Regions from separate parts of the Rattus norvegicus genome. Here region 2 is linked to region 1. Evidence: chromatin contacts called from public HiChIP or PLAC-seq data. All regions are on one chromosome and are shown on one strand. The core of a region is the stretch at or near the end of the contact, and the rest is flanking DNA. Distances in the headings are between cores, read along the strand shown.

Evidence for each region. HiChIP or PLAC-seq counts read pairs in DNA pulled down with a chosen protein or histone mark.
Region 2: an H3K27ac HiChIP or PLAC-seq map of oligodendrocytes shows a contact between it and region 1, with 8 times the contacts expected there. The contact joins the promoter of Rlim here to the promoter of Jpx in region 1. A contact is called at or near these places in 2 of 12 Hi-C or Micro-C datasets (the A7r5 cell line and psoas muscle) and 1 of 1 datasets of contacts at active chromatin or transcription factors (oligodendrocytes).

The regions. Positions count from the first base shown.
Region 1 is chrX:72,573,901-72,578,656 of GRCr8, forward strand. Jpx (JPX transcript, XIST activator) reads left to right here and starts at 3,263. Exons shown (of 8, transcript XR_597655.4): 1 at 3,263-3,982.
Region 2 is chrX:73,067,434-73,071,706 of GRCr8, forward strand. It overlaps Rlim (ring finger protein, LIM domain interacting), which reads right to left and starts at 2,559. Exons shown (of 5, transcript NM_001024892.1): 1 at 2,439-2,559; 2 at 937-999.

The DNA of each region.
Region 1 (4,756 bases), core at 2,013-4,512:
AAGGACTCAGTTTTCTTTAAGGAGCAGGCCACTGGGAGTTTGACGTGACAAGCTAATGTTTTATACAGTGTGGAGTGACTTAGAATAGCATAATCTGATCACCAATGTGGTTAAGTGATAAGAGTTACAGAAGGGTCCAACGGCTGGAAAGATGGCTCAGTGGTTAAGAGCACTGACTGCTCTCCCAGAGGTCCTGAGTTCAAATCCCAGCAACCACATGGTGGCTCACAACCATCCGTAATGGGATCCAATTCCCTCTTCCGGTATGTCTGAAGACAGCTACAGTATGCTCATATATAATACATAAAGAAATCTTTTTTAAAAAAAAAGAAGGGTCCAACGACCCTGTCCCCATCGTTGGAATATTGACTTGAGATTTAAACTAAAAATAAGAGAGACATTTCAATAGAGAGCAAGGAGTACTCATAATAAGAAATTCTCCTCAAGGTATAGTCTGATTAACTCTTGTGTCATATGATACTGCAAGATAGCCCAAAGAAGCCCTCATTTTGGGTGACCATGATGGCACACACATGTAATCCTATCATTCGAGAACATAAGACAGAAGAGTCGCTTTGAGCTTGAGGCCATACTGTGCCTTGAGAGAGTTCTTGCTTTTTAAAGGGTGCTTCACGTTTGAAGCCTACTTTCGCCTTGCATCATGGAGCACTGTCCTCACATCGGGGAAGGTCTGTCCTGGGAGTTTTGATGTTCTTGGAGTTCAAGATGAATAAAGATTTAGGAAAATCAATTATTTCAGAGCATTTAATTCTGAAGGGGAATGAAATTATTTAGGAAGATACTCCTTCAGTTATGAACATGCCTATGCAGAGTCAAGCAGGGGTTAGAGACAAAGGAAACGACAGACTCAAAATGAAGGCAGAGATTCAAGTCTTAACTCCTGCGGCTGCTTACCTTGTGAAGCCAAGTAGGCCGTCCATACCTTTAGAAAAAGCAGTTTCTGAGAGCCCCTTAGGAAAGGACAGAAATTTCTAACAACAGTGTAACTTAAATTGTAAGAAAACTCAGGACTGTTTCGAAGACTGATAACATGCTTCCTCCTATGTTTCTTTTTTTTTTTTTAAAGATTTATTTATTTATTATATATAAGTACACTGTAGCTGTCTTCAGATACATCAGAAGAGGGCATCGGATCTCTTTACAGATGGTTGTGAGCCACCATGTGGTTGCTGGGAATTGAACTCATGACCTCTGGAAGAGCAGTCGGGTGCTCTTAACCGCTGAGCCATCTCTCCAGCCCCCTCCTATGTTTCATATGCAGCTTCGGTTGGCTTCTGGCCTTGCTCCCCACCCCTCTTCCATGTGGTCTCGTGTAAGTCAGACTGATCTGGAACTTACTATGTTGCTGAGGATGAGCTGAACTCCTGATCCTCCTTCCTAACTTTCTCAAGTGCCAGAATCCTAGGCAAGCTCAGTGTTTCCTTGATTTTCATTAGACCGATAAAGAATCGTTTTATTTAATCCTACTAGAGGCAGAGGCAAGAGGATTTTTAAGTTCCAGCCTGGTCTACTTAGTGAGTTTCAGGACAGCCAGGACATTCTCTCTCTTTCAATCTCTTTCTCTCTCCCTCTCTCCCTCACTCCCTCCCCCTCCTTGGTCCTTCTCTCACACACAAACATGCAATAAATAAATAAATGTAAAATATTATAAGAAGTTTTGAGCCATTTATATAAAAAAATTAAAGATAAAGGAAATACTTTTAGATGAGAACAGAGTATAAGGTTTTTAATCCTAAAACTAAAAGATTGTTCCCAAATGGACATAAAAGAGTGTTGAGGGAACCTCCAGAAAGTGTAAGCTTATTGCCAAAGGCCAGAGGCACAGTGGTACATGCGGTGACCCTAGAACTAGGGAGGTGAAGGAAGAAGAGTTAGGAATTCAGTCATTCTCTGCTACGTCCTGAGTTGAGGCCAGCCTGGAAAACCTGGGGCCCTGTCTCAAAAACAAACAGCAACAAAGATGTATACATGACTTGTAAGGCAAATCTTTAAAAATTAGCTGAAGTCACACTTCTTGGTATTTATTTCATCAGTTTTGCTGCAGACATTAGAAAGAAATTGATAATGCAGCCAGTTGGGCTCCCAGATACCTCTGAATCAGCTTTTATATTTGCCTTTTGTTTAGTTTTGTTTTTTTAATTTTATAAAACAATTTTTAAGATTTTTTTATGTGTGTGCGTTTTGCCTGCGTGTAGGTCTGTGTACCACACGTGTGCATGGTGCTGAGGAAGTGATAGGCCCCATGAAGTGGCTGCTGGGCATTGAACCCAAGTCCTTCACAAGAATAATATTAAGTACTCTTGCACACTGAGCCACTTCCCCAGCCCTGCTTTTGGAAAAATTACATACACACAAGAAGCCAGAAATCTGAGAGACAGTGTGTGTGTGTGTGTGTGTGTGTGTGTGTGTGTGTGTGTGTATGATGGTGGTGGTGGTGGTATTGGCACTGGTGGTGAGGAATAACATAGGGGTTGGAGGAAGGGAGTGGGAGAAAATATGTAATTATATTTAGATTAAAATGTATAGTCACAGAGCATATCAAATTGATTGTCTTGGTTCTGGGGTGGGGGTGCAGGTCATCATTTCTAAAACTTGCCATCTCAGAGAAACTCCAGGCAGAAGAAAGAGGATTCCAAAAAGGCAAATTCTGGGTACAGCTGAGGAGACCTAGCACAGCAGAACTGCCTACAATGGGAAAGAGAGAAACCAGTGTAAGGAAGAATGTGCTAACATCTGGAGAGAGGACAGTCCTTAGCTCCATGACAGCTGTCCCAGGTTGCCTTAGCAAAGCCTTCCTCAAGTAACTGCAGATATTCACTGAGGCTCCTTCGGTAACTTTCCAAAATGGTTTTAATTAAATACACACACACACACACACACACACACACACACACACACACACACACACACACACGTGCAGGTATCGTAGTGCACACGGAGATCAGAGGAACAGCCTGCCGGAGTTAGTTCTCTCCTTATGTACACGCATGCATGCATGTTTGTCTGTGTAGAGAAAGAGATGGGCATGTGCGTTTAGCTGCGCGAGTTGGGGATGGCTTCCCCTGGAATTGGAGGCGGTTGTGAGTTCCCTACCCCCACATGGCTGGTAGGGACTGACTGAACTTCCATCCTTTGCAAGAGCAGTAAGCACAGTTAACCATTGAACAGTCTCTCCTGCCCCCGTGCCTCTTGGTGCAATAGATAAAATGAGAATTTGTTTCTTTCTCTTTTAAATGGGAGTTTTGGTCTCTGCCTTTATTGATAACCCAGGATCCCTTTCTAATTTGTGTAGCAACCTGTATTGGTGTGACCCACCAAAAGCCGAAGGAGTTATTATCAGCCTCGGCCCCGTGAGTTGTTCCATAGGAATAAGACATGGTATAACACTGAGTCTTTATCCACAAACATGAGACATTCCCAGGCATGTGGTTTACTTTGCCACCTAACCTCTGTGGCACGTGGATTGCAGTTACAGCAGCTACAGCAATGCTGGTAGCTAAAAACACAGAAGCGGTTCCGATAGAGGTCTCGGGAGCAAAACACAAGCCGGTCTTCTACGGAAACAGAAAGGAAAAGAATTACGGAGGGGAAGAGAAAAACTAATTAAAGACAGGCCAGAAGAGCCAGAGCATGTGAAAGAAGCTAAAAGAGGCAGCTGTGAGAGGAACCGCAAGCGCTCAGTCATCTGCGGAAGCAACCGCTGACAGTCTGGGTCACGTTGCTGGAGCAGCCATTAGGGAAGAGCGTGACAGTGCGGCGCCGCGCGGCGCAAGGACGGTTTGGCTGTGACGCATGCTCTCCCCCCTCTCGACCCCCCCTCTCCGCGGCGCCAGAAATCCAGGCTTCTATAACTTGTAAGATGGCGGCGTCCACACGTATGCTTCCTTCCCGGGACTAGCAAGGCAGCTAGAGGATGACTTAATGAGAGTGGAGAAACTGGCCAGTTAATGAACGTGCCCTGGTGAGTGCCGGGTCACGCGCTGCCAGAGAGGTGGCCGGGACAGCGGTCACCACTCCGACCGCATGGTCTGGCGCGTGGTCTGGTGCATGGTCTGGTGAGCGGGACGAGTTAGCCTGCTGGCACTCCCCTATTCCGCCCACAATAGATAAGTGATCAGTCCCCGCATCACCGGACCTACATGGATGAACCTGTCAGGCCGGGGAGGCTAATTCCTAGGAGAGATCCTGTTTTGAGGTTTTGAGGTTTCTTTTCGTTTTCCTTTGTCTAATTAGTTTGACCCATCGTGAATGTCTCCAAAATGGAGTGTTTATTCCAGCTCCCCAGAGGCCTCCAAGAACAGCCTCAGCTCTTTCTCATCAAAATTTAGTAGTTGATAAAACTAGCTTGTTTGCAACATTATTTATGGTATAATATGCTCCCCCTCCCCCATAACTTTCTTATGTATTCCAACTGAGGATGTTACTGATTATGTAGTCTGGAAGCATCTGTTATAATAGGCCTTAAAAGGTGATCTGTGTTCTGTTGTTGGATGCTGTTGGATTCAGTCAAAAGAAATTTCAGTACCTTAATCATGGCTGAATAAAGTATGAATTTGGAAACATTAATGTAGCTATATTTAGAGAAATAAAAAAATATATGGAATACCAAGTTTCAATATCTGGAGCTCAGTCTGACTTTTAAGGCTTAATCCTTCAGAAAGAGACGCATCTGCATACAAATAAGAAGACCTAACAGAGGATGCTTGTGTGGCTCTCTTTTTGTGGCAAGAAGAAA
Region 2 (4,273 bases), core at 1,309-3,808, 490 kb after region 1:
TATTAAAGTTTGGTGACTTCAGTGTTGGGACAGACCTGAGATAAAATGAGTGCTCCACAATTTAACAAATCATTCAACCTTTACTCAAGAGTAGTCTGTTTCCTCTTTAAAACAGTTAATATCCCCATGAAGTCCTGACTGTTAAGATTATGAAGTAATGCGTGCCAAACACAGAGCCTGCACATACTCCTTCAAGAATAGATAGTTAGAAATGTAGCCTCAAGTTAACTATCCAGACCAGTTTGCTTAGGACAATCCAAGTTTGCATTTGCTTTCTAGGAATACTTATTAAGTATCCTGGTTAGCGCAAGTAATTTATATGGTTATATTACAATGTTGATAATAATGAAAAAATTAATTCCAATTACAGTAATACATACCAATATGACTTCTTGAATCCTGAGAAGAAAATTATGACACACAAAGTAACTCATATTCTATTGATATTTCATTTATTCACTGAACAGGTAAAAACAATTTCTTATACTCAGGTGTCTCTAACAATCTTAAAAGCAGCATACCTTTCTTTCTTTCAGTGCACACCTCTAAGCCTAGCATTCAGGAGGCAGAGACAAATGGATCTCTGAGTTCCAGGCCAGTCTGATCTACTGAGCTAGTTCCAGTGTTACATAGAGAGGCCCTGTCTTGATAGATAGATGGATGGATAGATAGATAGATAGATAGATAGATAGATGATAAATAGACAGACAGAGACAGACAGGGAGACAGATGAATAGACAGGATGTCACAGATAAAGCACAGATGACTTTCAGGTACTGAAAAAGCACCCTTTGAATTCACACTAAAAAGTACCCATGATGAAGAATAGGCAACACCAATGAACCCATTCAACCACAGGGCTATAGAACGGAACGTATATTTGTAAAATGCATTCTATATTATAAATCACCAGGAGACAACACAAAAAATAATTACCTGTCTTTTATGACATAGTACTGAAAATCCAACAAACTGGATTTTAGTTTTCTTCACTCCGCTCTAGAAAACAAAAATTATTCATTATTCTTCCTGTTGCAAATCCGTATTTTCTTCGAAATAAGACAAATTCTTAAAAACACATTTTGGTTAGAAATATCATAAGTCAACTTAATTCAATGTTAGTATTAGGATATTTGGACAACCAAGGCCAGAGGGAACCAGGAGTTAGATAAAAGATTTCCTTTAAAGGCCAAGAGAGGCGACCTACCTTTTGTGCCTGCCTCTTAACTCTAAAGAATCAAAGAAATGATTAGGACTACACTTAATATTCTGTCTTCAATCATCCAAACCCACTGTGGCTAATTATGATTCAAGAAATATAGGCAACTTATTTCTAGCAAAAAATATTGTGGGGCCTGCCAGGAGTGCACGAGAATCTGCTATAAATCCTTTTCCCCTCCAAAAGAGAAAAAAAAATGACCTAAATAAGTAGTCTGCTAGGCCTCAGACTGCCAGACTAACCTGTGGAATAAGTATGGTGAAACTGTCCAGGGAAAGAACGTGGCTGTCTCCTCCATCTTGAAATTAATCAGCAGAAGGGGGAAAGGGACTGAGTATTCAGGAAGCAGAAGCCCAACCGGTTAATACTAGTTACTAGGCTATGGCGTACGTGGCAGGTACCGCCCGCAGAAGCTGAGACCCTTAGGGGTTTTTTCTGAGTGGGGGAGGGGTAGGACTGCTGGCAGATCACACGGAAATTAACTTGAAAATATTCTGGCTCAATTCCCACACTTACCAGGGAAAACAACCCGCAACGTCTTTTCCCTCCGTTTTTATGGTTTTTGATTGTTTTCTTTTAAGGAGAAGGAAAACCCTTCCAGTAATATCTGGCCAAGGATACACTTAGAGCTAAAGGAGCAGGGGCGCAAACCACATTTGTCCCCGATCCTCCGGGAAGACTGTCATCGTAGCCCCAGAGGTAACAAACTGGTAATGCCCTACAGAAGGGTTCAAAATGGGGCTCCGCGTATTCTGTGAAAATCTGAAGGCTCAAGAGTTCCCAACATCTGAGTTAAGAGCACCTCCACCCCACTTCCCCAAACCCTAGCCCGATACGCAACGCGGGGCGACGACGAGGGGGGGGACCTCTGAGTAAGGAGAAGCACTGGAGCCATTCTCACGCCTGAGGCCCAGAGTCCAGGATCGCCTCCCCGGCATTCGTAGTTTGGGAGGGCCGAGCCCCGACTCCCAGGGCCTGGGAGAGGAAGTCCTACCCGCTTCCTTCCCCTTCTTCCAAGAGCCGGCCGCCACACGCCACCCAACTAAAATGGCAGCGGCGACTACGCCACGGAGCCCCCCGCAGCCGTGAGCCCGAGTCCGGAGGCCGTACTGGGTGTCTCGGCCGCGGCTGGCCACTCGGGCCATTTTGAGAGCCGCGACGCCCCTGCCTACCTCCAGCCCGACATCCCATTTCTCAGCGTACCCGTGCCTTCACTTACTCGATGTTTCGGCCAGGAGTGGACTCACTGGGCTCGCCGCCGCTACCGGGGCTCCGCCGCACCGCCGCCGCCGCCGCGCTCTCGCCCGCCTCTAAAACCTGGCAAAGAGACCCGCCTCTAGTACAGCGCCAGCTCAGAGACGTAGCTCAAGCAGCCATTATCTTCCCCATTGTTACCTAGCAGTGACAGGAAACGACTGCCCACAACAGGAAGTGATGGTGCGGTCCTAGTTTCACAGCGCCACTCCCAGACTGCTAGCCAGCCAATCCCAGTTGAGTCCTAGAAAAGGCCTAGTGGGCAAAGGAGGAGACCGGTAGACTACCCGCCCAGGCGGGCCGCGGGTCGGGAAAAAAATGCTGCTGGGACGCCCACCATGTGACAGGCCCCACCCTCCTTCGCCATTTTGAATTGTAGCGAGAAATTCGCGTTCTGAGAATTGTGGGAACCTTCGCTTTCCCATTTTGAAAGCTGAAGGACGTCACAGTCGGGCGGCTTGAAGCCCTTTTCAGAGAACAAGAATGTAGTATCACTGTAACTGGCATTGATTCACACAGTCCCGACTAGTGTAGACTGCAGCCAACATTTTATTCAACATGTATTTATCGAATGACAACTGTCGATCAAGCACAGCTGTAGATGTTGAGGAAGTTGAGCCATAAAATAAGTTGAAATAGTTTAGGAATTCTCAGTCCTTATGGGATTTGGTAATCTAGGGTGAACACATTTATAAAACAATTTGTTGCTAAATACTGGAGATTAAACGTGGGGAAGGGGCTGGAGGAGTACACGGTAGGGACAAAAGTGAATTTGCAATATTAAAAAGTGGTGACGAAGGACTCCACGAGGCTCTAACTAGAGTACGAAGGAGTCCACGAGGCTCTAACTAGAGTACAAAGGACTCCATGAGGCTCTAACTAGAGTACGTAGGAGTCCATGAGGCTCTAACTAGAGTACTTTAAAAGGGGGCGGCGATTTGTAAATCGATGGGAAAAGTCTGAAAGGGAATTCTAAAAGGGCAGTTAAAGAAGCATCTCCTAGATGCTTAAGCCTAAAGAAATGGAGGGAATGTGCCACGCTGCTTTCGGTTCCCATTGTTTAAAGGGGAAAAGAACCTTAACTCGCGTTTTAAGGACGCCTCTGTGTTTCCACCCCCATTTTTCTGTTTTCTGATAAAAGAACAGGTAGACTAGCTTTTTTTACTGTTATTCCAACGAACCTAACATTACTACATCACTTGCTTAAACTAGACTGGAAGCTGGGCGATACTGGCTCGCCCTTAAAGCCCACACACTTAAGGAGGCAGAGGCAGGCAGATCTCTGTGTGAATTTAGGCCAGCCTGCTCTACAGAGCGAGTACCAGGACAGCCAGGGCTACACAGAGAAACTCTATCTCATAAAATCAAAAGAGAAAAGAAAAAAGAAACAAACAAACAAACAAAACCCCCAAAACACCAACAAAAACACACACATAAACTACACTAGAATATTTTTCTTTTGATATTCTTACATTAATCTCCTAGGCCTCACCTCCCAGAGAAACCTATAACCACTCTATTTAACCTTCTCCAGTGCCCTTACCTATTTAATTTTCTGTAAAGCACTTAAACTACTTGTTTATCTCACCATTTAAGAACGCGGTAAAGGACTGGAGGAGATGACTCAGCGGTTAACAACGCAGACTGCTCTTCCAGTTGTCCCGAGTTCAATTCCCAGTAACCACGTGGTGGCTCACAGCCATCTGTAACGTGATCCGATGCACTCGTCTGCTGTGTGTCTGAAGACAGCGACAGTGTAATCGCATACATAAAATAAATAAATCGTTTTCTTTTTAAAAA